2 separate regions of the Mus musculus genome follow, and region 2 is linked to region 1. Evidence: chromatin contacts called from public HiChIP or PLAC-seq data. All regions are on one chromosome and are shown on one strand. Each heading gives the region's core, a stretch centred on a gene start, on an enhancer-like site or on the middle of the called end of the contact. The rest is flanking DNA. Distances are from core to core; before and after follow the strand shown. Region 1 has its middle 73 kb from the start of Gm32531. Region 2 has its middle 17 kb from the start of Gm39236.

Region 1 (5,584 bases), core at 594-3,093:
GAGCATATGGCAAATGAGAGAAGACTGGGATCCCCGAAGGCCACCCGTACTACAGGTCACCTAATGTGAAAGACAAGAGTAAAGCCAAAGAGCTGCTTATGGGACTTGGAAATTGGAACTCGCTATTTGGAAAGAAGAGAACGAGAGTCCAGGCTGTGAGCCCACTACCCTGGCATGCCCACCTCCTGCGTTCCTGGTGCTCAGATATTCCCCGCAAGGCACATGGACCCTTTACAGTCATTCTTTTCACATGGCAATGCCTGTCTGCTCTGGCAAATTTTGATAAATGCAATGCCAGGTTGAACAGTGTGCAACCACTGCAAGCAATATTAATCAAAGAAGGGACTGGGAGATCTCTCGGGTACTGTTGTAGCGAGGGAAAAATAATCACACGTCTGATTTCTTCCAATGACTATGTTCATGGGTTATTTTTCCTTTTTCTTTATTTTTTTTTTCTTTCCTAACCTAAGAGTCACGCTGCTGCCTACAGACCAATAGTCAGATGGTCAGATGGGTATCCATCAGGTTCTATGTAAAAAGCTGTCCCCTGGAGGCCTAATTCTGATTTGTACTCTCTCCAGATCCTGAAACATTAAATAAGTTAAAGCCGCTGGCTTTTAATGAAAACCTTAGCCTTCCTGGCTTAGCTTTTAATTGTGCAACACACACACACATACACGCACACACACACACCACCTCCTGAGCTGTTTATTGGAATTACAAACGTTCTGCCTAAATGTCAAGCTATGCCACAGAGAAATGTGAACAGCTCAGTTTATTAATGGCAAGTAGGAAGGTTGGCCCCATCACTCACAGCCATGAGGCCTCCAGCTTGCTCTCAGGCCCTCAGCTTCCAACAGAGTGATGTGGTCACAGCATTAGCTTAGAGCAGATTAAAAATCCAAGGCACAGGGAGAGACTGACAAACCCCCTGTGCAGGTCAGAGTCATCAGCAAGCAGACAGAAACACAGACAAGAGGCTCCTGTGTAGATGGCCGCAGATGCTCTTGTAGGTTGCCTTCTCTGGATCTGCTTGCCAGACATAGTGCTGAACAGTATCTCAGCCTTCTCTGTCTCATCAGCCAAGGCCTATCATCTGCCCCTGAAGGGCTGCTATGAAGCTGGGTTGGGAAATACTGTCTTTCAGTCTCTAAAGTAATATTTACTACATAGATTTTTCAAAACAGGGATCATAAGTTTAGAGGAAAATTAAGGTATAGGCTGCAGTCTAAGATTTAATTTCTTCCATTTTCAAATTCAAGAAGGACACGTATCATAAGGACTCCATCCAAATGAAAGTTATGAGGCTACACAAAGTGACACAATTAATAATTGGATAACCAACTCAGACAGGGCATACAATAATGTCCACTTGTGTACTCATAACTGCTACTCCCAGATCAGTGAATTTTTTCTTAAATCCGAGGTGTGAATCACTTTTGCTGTCATGCAATCCATAAAACAAAATGCCAATACGAAAAGGCTGGGGAGAAAGAATAAGTCTGGCTGCTAGCAATGGGCTTAATGTTAGTGTGCTGGGTATTATATGCTTGTGACACATTTCCTCTGCATAAAAGCAGCCAAAATTGAAACTATTAAAATAAATAGCTCTGGGTCAACAAACATCTATAACACCAATAGGCAAATCAGTGCACTTAAATCCCTTCCTATGTTCATCAAGGAAATGGAATGATCATCATTAGAAACCATGCAGCAGAAGAAAGGCAGTTGTTCATGTATCCTTTAGTAAACTGATCAAGAGGAACCGAATCTTGTTGATCTGCCACTGACATGCCCAGAAGCCCTGCTGTATTTGCTTCTAGCCACCAGCCTCTCTCTGACCTCCAGAGCATGAAAACCCACTTCCTGGAAGGAGGACGAGATACTTGGCTGCTACCGGCAAATCATCTGCCGTGACTACAGAGGTCTTCTCTTCTCTAATAAAGTTTATCTGTTTTGAAATGGAAATTCTAGAGGAATTTATGTTTTGTCTTCAGCATCCCTCATCCCATTTGTGACCTGGAGTTGACTTTTTTTTTTCTTACAATTAAGAGGCAGAGATGGAAAAGGGGGCTGGAAGCTTGTGAATCAGCTAGCCTAGAGCATGTAGCACAGGTATAGAAAGAGAAAGAGAGACCCTGGCTCAAAGCAAGAGTGGAAAAAAAGAACCAAACCCTGGAAAAGTTACAAGTTTTCCTCTGACTCTATTATGTGTGCAGTGGCACATGCTTGCTTTTAAGCTCTGCCCCCTCTCTCTTTTGCTCCTCCCTCCCATCATACACAAGCACGTGCAGACAGATAGACAGAAAACACAGACACACACACACACTATATGGTAGATAAATAGTGAATGGCAAAGAATTAAGACTTGAACCTAATTCTAGTCACTCTATAACTGGTTGACAAAATATTAATTTCATTCTAACCTCCCATGCTGTGCTATTGGAACATAAAATGCCACTCTGAGGTGGGGCAGGGTATCAGTAGATATTTCTGATCACTGCTGTCATCGGGGCCTTCACTACTGAGCTGAGCTTAGTCCAGTGTATGTGCCTAATTAATATCTGATAATGAGCTGCTGTAGAAGACACCTGATATTGAGAACTGGCACCTCCGTCCCCTCCATCCCTTTTCTCCTTGCCTCCATCCCTAATGCCAGCTTAAATATTCTTTTCACTTCATGGATTGTGGATTTGCTTTCCTCTGCCATGGAGATCTCCCATTTCTCAGAAGGGAATTCCTCACACTAGTTCCCTGCATCATTCTTCATTCAACCTAGTCGAGCCACCTCATCTCCTTGACAGGAATCTTGATCTTCTGTGATCCTCAATCGAGGTCTCTAAGCTCCATCCTAGAAGAGGGAGAGATTTAGACTAGACGAAGGATCTAATATTCTCAGAACCATCAAAAATATCTGGCATTTGGTGTAAGTTTCTGCTTGGCAAAAATCTTCTCATTGTGTGTTTATGGCAAAGGTTAGAGTTAATAAGACATTTCAACTCCCAAACGGTTTGATTTTCATAAAGTTAAAACAGTACAGCAGTTACTATTTAATTGAGGGGATATACTCTACTGTCTAGTTTCCTTCTTTAGTAGCATTGGGAAGGAACGATGAAGAAATGACCCGAAGAAGAGAACACAACTACACTTGGAGAGTAAAACACAAATATTTCACTTATCATTTGTTGATGACCCAAGAGCTTTTTATATAATTACATGTCTACAGAAAGATGTTTTACCACAAAACATGATAAAATTTGATTCAGAAAGAAAACAAGTATAGGAGGTAGACCCTTCCAATCCTAATATTTCTAAGCTCTTTAGTTGCCAGGATTCTTTTAATTCAGAGGGAACATTGCCAAACACAGTGTCTCATCTGCGAAGAATGTGCTTTATTCTCTTGGCTTTAGGGTTGTATACTATTCAGCCATCCCACATCTTTATATCTGCTGTGGAAATCACATCAAGCAATTGCAGAAAACCTCTGATTCACGTAGGCAGGACTTCTCACTTGGTTTTCCTAGCCACTCGACCTCCTGCAGACTTCTTCTGATTACTGTCACTATAGATTGCTTTTCCTGGGGACCTCAGTAATGATTGCAGCAAAATGTGAGTTGGGAATGTTTCCTGTTCCATAATAATCAGGCTTGATGGTGACCAACCTTGAACTCTCAGTGACCCAGGACCAGCAGATAAAGAAGAGGTATGAGACGTGTCTGTCTGTCTGCCTGTCTGCCTGTCTGTCTGTGTATGAGTGTCTACTTCTGTGTGTCTGTCTGCCTCTCACAGACCTGTGTGTGAATATTTATGTGCATTCATGTGTGCATATATGTGTGTGTATGTGTTTGTGTGTATCTGCATGTGTCTGTCTCTCTGCATTTGTCTGTCTGTCTCTCTGCATTTGTCTGTCTGTCTCTCTGTGCCTGTCTGTCTGTCTCTGTATGTGTGTGTCTGTCTGTCTGTATATCTGTTTGTCTGCCTGTATCTGTGTATGTTTGAATCTGTACGTGTATGCATGCCTGCATGCCTATGTGTATATGAGTCTGTGTACTCAGATGTGTGACACATACACACACACACACACACACACACACACACACACACACACAGAGAGAGAGAGAGAGAGAGAGAGAGAGAGAGATTGAGTTAGACACAGAGGAAGAGGGGTGAAGGTGGTAAGGGCTGTGGCAAGTGTGCAGAAATAAACAGGGCATGAAAGTGAAACAATTCAGGCCTCTGGCTGGTCAGTGTTACTAAGCAAAGCAAAAACAAAGTCAGGCAGACAACAACAACAAAACCTTTTTGAAAGCATTTTTTGATGAAATAGCACCCCCACGCTAGATGCTTCAGACCCTTCAACCTGAAGCCCCAGTCTTCCTTACATGTCTCAGCTTCAGTTGCCACCTTGGCCTGTGGAGTTCCAACCCTTCTGCATTATCTTGATGTGGCTTCTGAATTAACATTTTAATAATTCCACAGAATTCCCTAGAAGTGTTCAAGGGCTGCATCTAGATCTCTCTCTGGCTTCAGACCCTCAGTAGCTGCAATCAGGCTGAGAGTTTCTCTGCTGATGGCCGAGGTGCAAAGGCCTTGGTGAATTACCTCAGTGCTCTTACTGGATTAGTTCCCTTCTGCACGTTATATTTCAACAGCAATTCAGTTTGGTAGTTTCTGTTCACTTAACTATGAGACTATTTTTACATCTCCCTCAAATCTCTCCCTGATTCCCCTCCTTTGAAAGGGATCCTTATAAATCCTATCATAATGGCAGGAATGTAAGAAACTGCCAGGGTAGAACGGTATTGGACAGCACATGGTCCTACAGCTGTTACCATTTAGGATCAGAAAGCTGGCGACATTTTAAAAAAGAAAGCCACACTGCCATCTGTCTAACATATATCTCTTATGTACATTTTAGCAGTCTGTCTTAACAAGCCATTTCATGCATTCATCCTAATAAATACTTATGTAACTGACTCTGTGTGGGTGGGTTCGTGTGTGTGTGTGTGTGTGTGTGTGTGTGTGTGTGTGTGTGTGTGTGTGTCTGCACCCACGTGCGAGTGTGTGAGCACGTTACAGGAGAGCCAACCCAAGTCCTTCCACATGGTAGGAAAGCTCTCTACCCTTGACTTACATCTTCAGTTTCAGAGTTAACTTTTTAAAAAACGTAGTCCAATTTTTTTTTTAACCAAACTCCATGAATCTTAGAACATAGGTCAACTGAAGTGACCTCCTTATTCAATCACCAGGTCTTTATCCTTCTGGGCTCACAGCCAGTTTATATAATTAGATGATGAGAGGAAGGGAGAAGGGAGACTACAGACAAGTATCTAAGCAGTGTCTTAGAGTGTGACACATGACCTCAACAGAATAGAACCAAGGGCTGAAGGAGCCCAGGCAAGGGATCCTAAGTTGGCCACACTGAATAAAGCAACACCGTGCAGAGGCATCAGCATCCAAGCTGAAAACATAAACGAAAGGCAGATGTGGAGATATAAACAGTGCTTCAGCCACACACTTCAGACATACACGAGTCCTGGATGATGCGGCGAAGGGAATTAGTGTCAATTAGAAATTGAAGCAG
Region 2 (5,851 bases), core at 841-3,340, 880 kb after region 1:
ACCCTGACTCCCCCATGCTGGGATTACTCCTGTAATCTACCATACCTGCCCGCTGGGAATCCAACTCAGGTGTCCATGCCTACAAGGTAAGCAGTTTCCCCAAGTGAGCTCTCCCCCCTACTCCCCAGTGCTCATTTTTACACCAAGTCTGTACTGAGTTGATGATGTTTTCAAACAATTAAATTTATTAAGTATTCTTGACACTGATTCCAAGCCTGTTTCCTGCAGCCTGGCACTGCTCTGCCCTACCCCAAGAGGAGCAAATCAACAAGAAGGCCATTTTATACCGTAACTCCAGGAAGGGCTGCAGGCAACACGCTGCTGAGAAGCAATTCCACATAGTGAGGGCTCTGACTGGGTCTCAGACACTGCACCCCACAAACAGGGAGGCTGAGGAGTTTCTTTACACACACACACACTTACTTCACAATCAGTCCCCAGAGGGGGACCACAGTGAGGTTTTCAAGGAAGGTAGAAAACTTAGTATAGTGGCTCAGTCAGTAAAGTGCTGGCCATACACGCATACAGACTTGAGCTCAATGCCCAGTACACACATCAAAAGCCAGCTATCGTTGTGTGTGCTTGTAATACAGTGGTGGGCAGACAGAGGTGGTAGGGGAGACTCCTGAGATTCACTGACCTGCCAGCCTAACCTGACTGGCAAGACCCAGGTCCCGTGAGAGTCGCTGTGTCAAAAAATAAGGTGGACAGCATCTGAAGAATGTCACCTTAGATTGGCCTGTGGCCTATGCACACACACACAATCATACACATATACACATACACATGCATAAGCACATACATACATGTACATAACACATCTGAGGAGTGTCACCTTAGATTAGCCTGTGGCCTATGCACACACACACAATCATACACGTATACACATACACATGCATAAGCACATACATACATGTACATAACACATGTACACACACCTGCACAAGTACACATACACATGTAAACAGATATGCACAAGTGTATACATCCATGAACTCACGCACGTGTGCATACACGCACATACACACACACACACACACACACACACACAAAAGAAAATGGGAAACAGAAGTGAGTGGAAAGCTGAGAGGTAACAGATGTGACGGGAAAGGCCGCTGTGCATCAGGAAACACAAACACAGGCCCCTCACTCTCCTACAGTGCCAAGAGACGCCTAAGCAACCTGAAAGGTCAACCCAGTGGTGAACATGTATGGTTTCCCCGAGACAAAGATATAAAAACAATGATTCTCAGACATTTTCTCCCCTCTAGAACCCAAAGGACACAGGCACCTAGTGCACAGCTCGTGTGTAACTTCACCCAGCTTCCCGGATCTTTTCTAGGCCAGATCCAAGGACTGTGGAGCCTTGCAACCCACCCCTTCCCATTTCTCCCACCCCTGCCACATCCTTGAGTCCAGACCCTCAGCTGGTGTCCCTCTTCCTGAATTTTCCTGACATGCCAGGCCTCCTGTCGCCTTTGAATATGGGCCGGTGACCTGCTGTGCCAGACACCCTCATCTTGAAGATCCCGCTTTATCTTCAAAAAGGCGGGTGCTGAAGGCTGTAAGCAGAACCACTTCAGTCTCCCAGATGAAGACACTGGGGTCCCTCAGTTCATCTGTCCAAGCAGCCGAAGGTCATCTGCTGTGGCTGGAGGAACCTAGGCCTGCAGTCCTCCTTCCTCCTCACTGTTGTCACCTCTGTCCCTTCTGTTACACAGTGCCTGGCTCCACACCTGTAGCATGGTCAGGCAGAAAAAGGTATTGACAGCAGGTAGGGCAGGGTTTGAACCCTGGCTCTGCCACTGACTAGGCTACATGATCTGGATAAATGTCCTCTTCTCTTCATTTGGCAGGAACTCAGTAGTCATAGTGGAAGCAAATCAGAAGCACTGTTATCCAGGCCTGCTGAAGTTCCCATCTGGAATATCCCCCAAAGGCTGTGTGTTAAGGCATGGTCCCCATGATGGTGAAGCTGAAAGGTAAACATGGCTTTTGAGAGGTGAAATTTAGTGAGGTCTTTAGGTCACTGGGGATGGGTGGCCTCTGGAGGAAACTGCTCAGTTTACTCTCTCATTCTCCTTTGTTTCTTGGCCGATGAAGTAAGTGGCTTTGGTTTGTCACGTGCTGTTTCCATTGATGGGCTGCCTTACCGTAAGACAGACGGAAGCAATTGACCCAATAAGTCATGGGTGGGACCCTCCAAACCCATGAGTTTAAAAAAGTCTTTGCTATTTGTAGGTTGATTACCCTCAGGTATTTTTTTAAGGTGGTCATCACAGGCCCAGTGAATAACCAAATGGAGATGATTTCGTACAGATGCAGCTCCTTCCACCAGGTTATGATGTGTCAGAAGAGGAGACCAAGGATCCAGAATTGCCATGCAATTTGTCCAAGGTCCACAGCAGGCAGGCAGCCAAGCTGGGCTTCACGCTCAGGTCCCCTTGACTCCACATTCACAGTTGTTTATTCTTCCTCACATTGTTTTCAAACGTGGTTGCAGAACAAAACGGTTTGAGCAGCTGACAGCCCAACTGCTATGGGAACCAACAAACTAGGGAACTTGAACTTGTTTGTAAAACATCCAAACCCCCACTTTCACGACCCCACCCCCACCCCACTGCCCCGCACAGGAAAAAGAGGACAGAGCTCAGCAAACACAGCTTTCTGGCATTCCCCTGAGGCTGCTGGCCATCAGCCACAAGCAGTGCACTGCCAGGGGACTCGGAAAACCTCCTGGGATTGAGCATTCTGAAAGTACCCATTGCTGCCCTCCAGTGTCCCCATTAAGAAGGTCAGCCTCTCCCAGCCTTTGGTATCCGTAGTTCAAAAGGAAAAGGAAAATACATGTGGGAAACAGAGAAAGAGCAGGCAGAGCTTTTATTTATTTATTTATTTGTTTGTTTTATTTATTTATTTATTTATTTATTTTCACTAAATTGGATTACACTGGGTTTGGTGAGGTGGAGGTTGTGTATATATGTGGCTTGAAGCCACCCAGTGCTGTCCTCTAGTGGTGGATTCTATATCACAGCCATTAGTCACAGCAATTTGAATTTAAATGTTAAATAATTAAAATTAAGCTAAAATCTGGTCTCACATTCCGAGCGCTCTGGCCACAGGTGACTGGCATCTGCCATATTGGCCCTCTCAACTAGAGATGACTTCTTCGAGACACGGAAGCACAGAGAGTAGTTTTCTCAAGATCAACGCAGCTAAAAGTAACATGTTACAACTCAGATTTGCGTGCATGGTCAACAGACATTCACCATCTCTTCCAAGCACTTTATCATCCTACAGCGTTATTTCCCCCCCCCATCCTGTCCCTTCCAAACATAGCTAAAGCCCATGTTAGGTTCCCTGCCTATGGCAGGAGCTAAGGTGTCTGTTGCCTGTGGCTACGCCATGGGAAGGGGCAAAATAAACATGGATCTTACCTCTTCCATCTACAAAGAAGGTGTTGCCTTGATGTCTTATGTTAGCCAAGATCTTTGAGGGGACAAGGAAGGAAGTGGAACAGATACCTTTAAAACAAAACCACACTGTTTAGGAGAAATCTCATATTTGTTGTTTTGCACTGTTTTCTTGAGACTCGGTCTTGTTGTGTAGCCCAGGCTGGCCTTTTACTTACCTGCCCCAGCCTCCTAGACTCTGAGATTATACACACACACCATCATGCCTAACTAAGAGAAAATATTTTATGATAACATACAAATCAAATAAATGCATGCTTATATGCAGGAATGTACATACTACTAGATGTGTGCACCCACATGCGTGCACACACACACACACACACACAAATAAAAACATTTAGGGACTCCTATGCTTGTTAATACTGACAGACAGTACCACACAACGAACGTTTTGGGAAGACAGCCAAGAATGTGTCCCCCAAGGCAGCACAGAGCTGCCTGTCTTACGGTGCTGGCTTTCCTGATCTGTCTCTGATAAATATCCCAGTTCCAGAAGCATCCTTGAAGGCTCGTTGGAGGCATACAAGCGGCCTCCCGACTGGCTGACAGCCAAGGGATGCAGATGAAGAGTTAGGCAAGAGCACCCAGTGCTAAAAGGTGGCCCACAGATGTTAGCATCAGCAAGAATAGAGAAGCAAGCACATGTAGTTCCCAGTGTTCTCCCCAGACTAAGACTGTTAGAGCCACAGCTTGGCCTCCCGAGATAGTGTGAGACCCCACAGGACCACCACAGGTCCAGGTCAAACACCCTAAGTCCCAGCAGCCAAACAGGTGCCCAGAGAGAAAGGAAAGCAGGACAGACACCCAGGACCGGAACACAATAGAACAATGCCAGGCATGGAACAGAAGCCCTGAGTGGAGGAAATGTCCTGTCTGTAATTGCCCCCACACAGAAGAAGAAGAAAAAGGCCCAAGTACAAACGGAAAGCTGGGTAAACAAAAGGTACCAGGTTGCATTGTACACAGCACATAATGGAGTATTTCCCAGCAAGTTAAAAATCCATACAGTCACTACAAAGGAGTCACATGGGCACGATGCTGAGAAAGAACATGTACACAGTGGATCTGGGCCTGGAGATCCTGTTTATACACAGCTCCATAACTCACAAGAAGAATCTGCATGGTCTATCTCATGCTCACCTCTGGCTGGGAAAGTGTGGATGTGGACTTGGCAGGGACATCAGGCAACTTCTGGGTGATTAGAAATGTATTCCCGACCTTCCGGTCGGCGCCAGCACCGGGGCACCTTTGGCACAGAGTCTGCGGACACCCCCAAGATCCACAGAGGACTCTCCATGGGATCTTAGGACTTCTGGTGAATGGAACACAACTTCTGACAGGAGGCAGGTTCGAACACCAGATATCTGGGCACCTTCCCTGCAAGAGGAGAGCTTGCCTGAAGAGAGTACTCTGATCGGTGAAACTCAGGAGAGAGCTAGTCTCCCATGTCTCCTGATAGAGGCCAACATAATCACCTGAGGAACAAGCTCTAACCAGAGACAACTATAACAACTAACTCCAGAGATGACCAGATGGCGAAAGGCAAAGGTAAGAATCTTACTAACAGAAACCAAGACCACTCACCATCATCAGAAAGCAGCACTCCCACCCCATCCAGACCTGGGCACACCAACACACCAGAAAAGATAGACTCGGATCTAAAAGCATATCTCATGATGATGGTAGAGGACATCAAAAAGGACTTTAATAACTCACTTAAAGAAATACAGGAGAACACTGCTATACAAGTAGAACACCTTAAAGAGGAAGCACAAAAATCCCTAAAAGTATTGCTGGAAAACACGACCAAACAGATGATGGAATTGAATAAAACCATCCAAGACCTAAAAAGGGAAGTAGACACATTAAAGAAAACCAAAAGTGAGGCAATGCTGGAGAAGGAAAACCTAGAAAAGAAATCTGGAATCAGCAACAGAATACAAGAGATGGAAGAGAAAATCTCAGGTGCAGAAGATTCCATAGAGAACATCGACACAACAATCAAAGAAAATACAAAATGCAAAAAGATCCTAACTCAAAACATCCAGGAAATCCAGGACACAATGAGAAGACCAAACCTACGGATAATAGGAGTAGATAAGAATGAAGATTTTCAATTTAAAGGGCCAGCAAATATCTTCAACAAAATTATAGAAGAAAACTTCCCAAACCTAAAGAAAGACACGCCCATGAACATACAAGAAGCCTACAGAACTCCAAGTAGACTGGACCAGAAAAGAAATTCCTCCCGACACATAGTAATCAGAACAACAAATGCACTAAATAAAGATAGAATATTAAAGCAGTAAGGGAAAAAGGTCAAGTAACATATAAAGGCAGGCCTATCAGAATTACACCAGACTTTTCACCAGAGA

Evidence for each region. HiChIP or PLAC-seq counts read pairs in DNA pulled down with a chosen protein or histone mark.
Region 2: a contact with region 1 is called in an SMC1A HiChIP or PLAC-seq map of large pre-B cells, with 8 times the contacts expected there. The contact joins two enhancer-like sites. A contact is called at or near these places in 1 of 15 datasets of contacts at CTCF or cohesin (large pre-B cells) and 1 of 115 datasets of contacts at active chromatin or transcription factors (embryonic stem cells).

The regions. Positions count from the first base shown.
Region 1 is chr8:103,195,073-103,200,656 of GRCm38.p6, forward strand. No RefSeq gene overlaps it. Among named protein-coding and RNA genes, the nearest start is that of Gm32531, 73 kb to the right of the region's middle. Within about 2 kb of position 1,844, at least 6 of the 459 cell types and tissues checked have an H3K27ac peak or open chromatin away from gene starts, as enhancers often do.
Region 2 is chr8:104,074,336-104,080,186 of GRCm38.p6, forward strand. No RefSeq gene overlaps it. Among named protein-coding and RNA genes, the nearest start is that of Gm39236, 17 kb to the left of the region's middle. Within about 2 kb of position 2,091, at least 25 of the 459 cell types and tissues checked have an H3K27ac peak or open chromatin away from gene starts, as enhancers often do.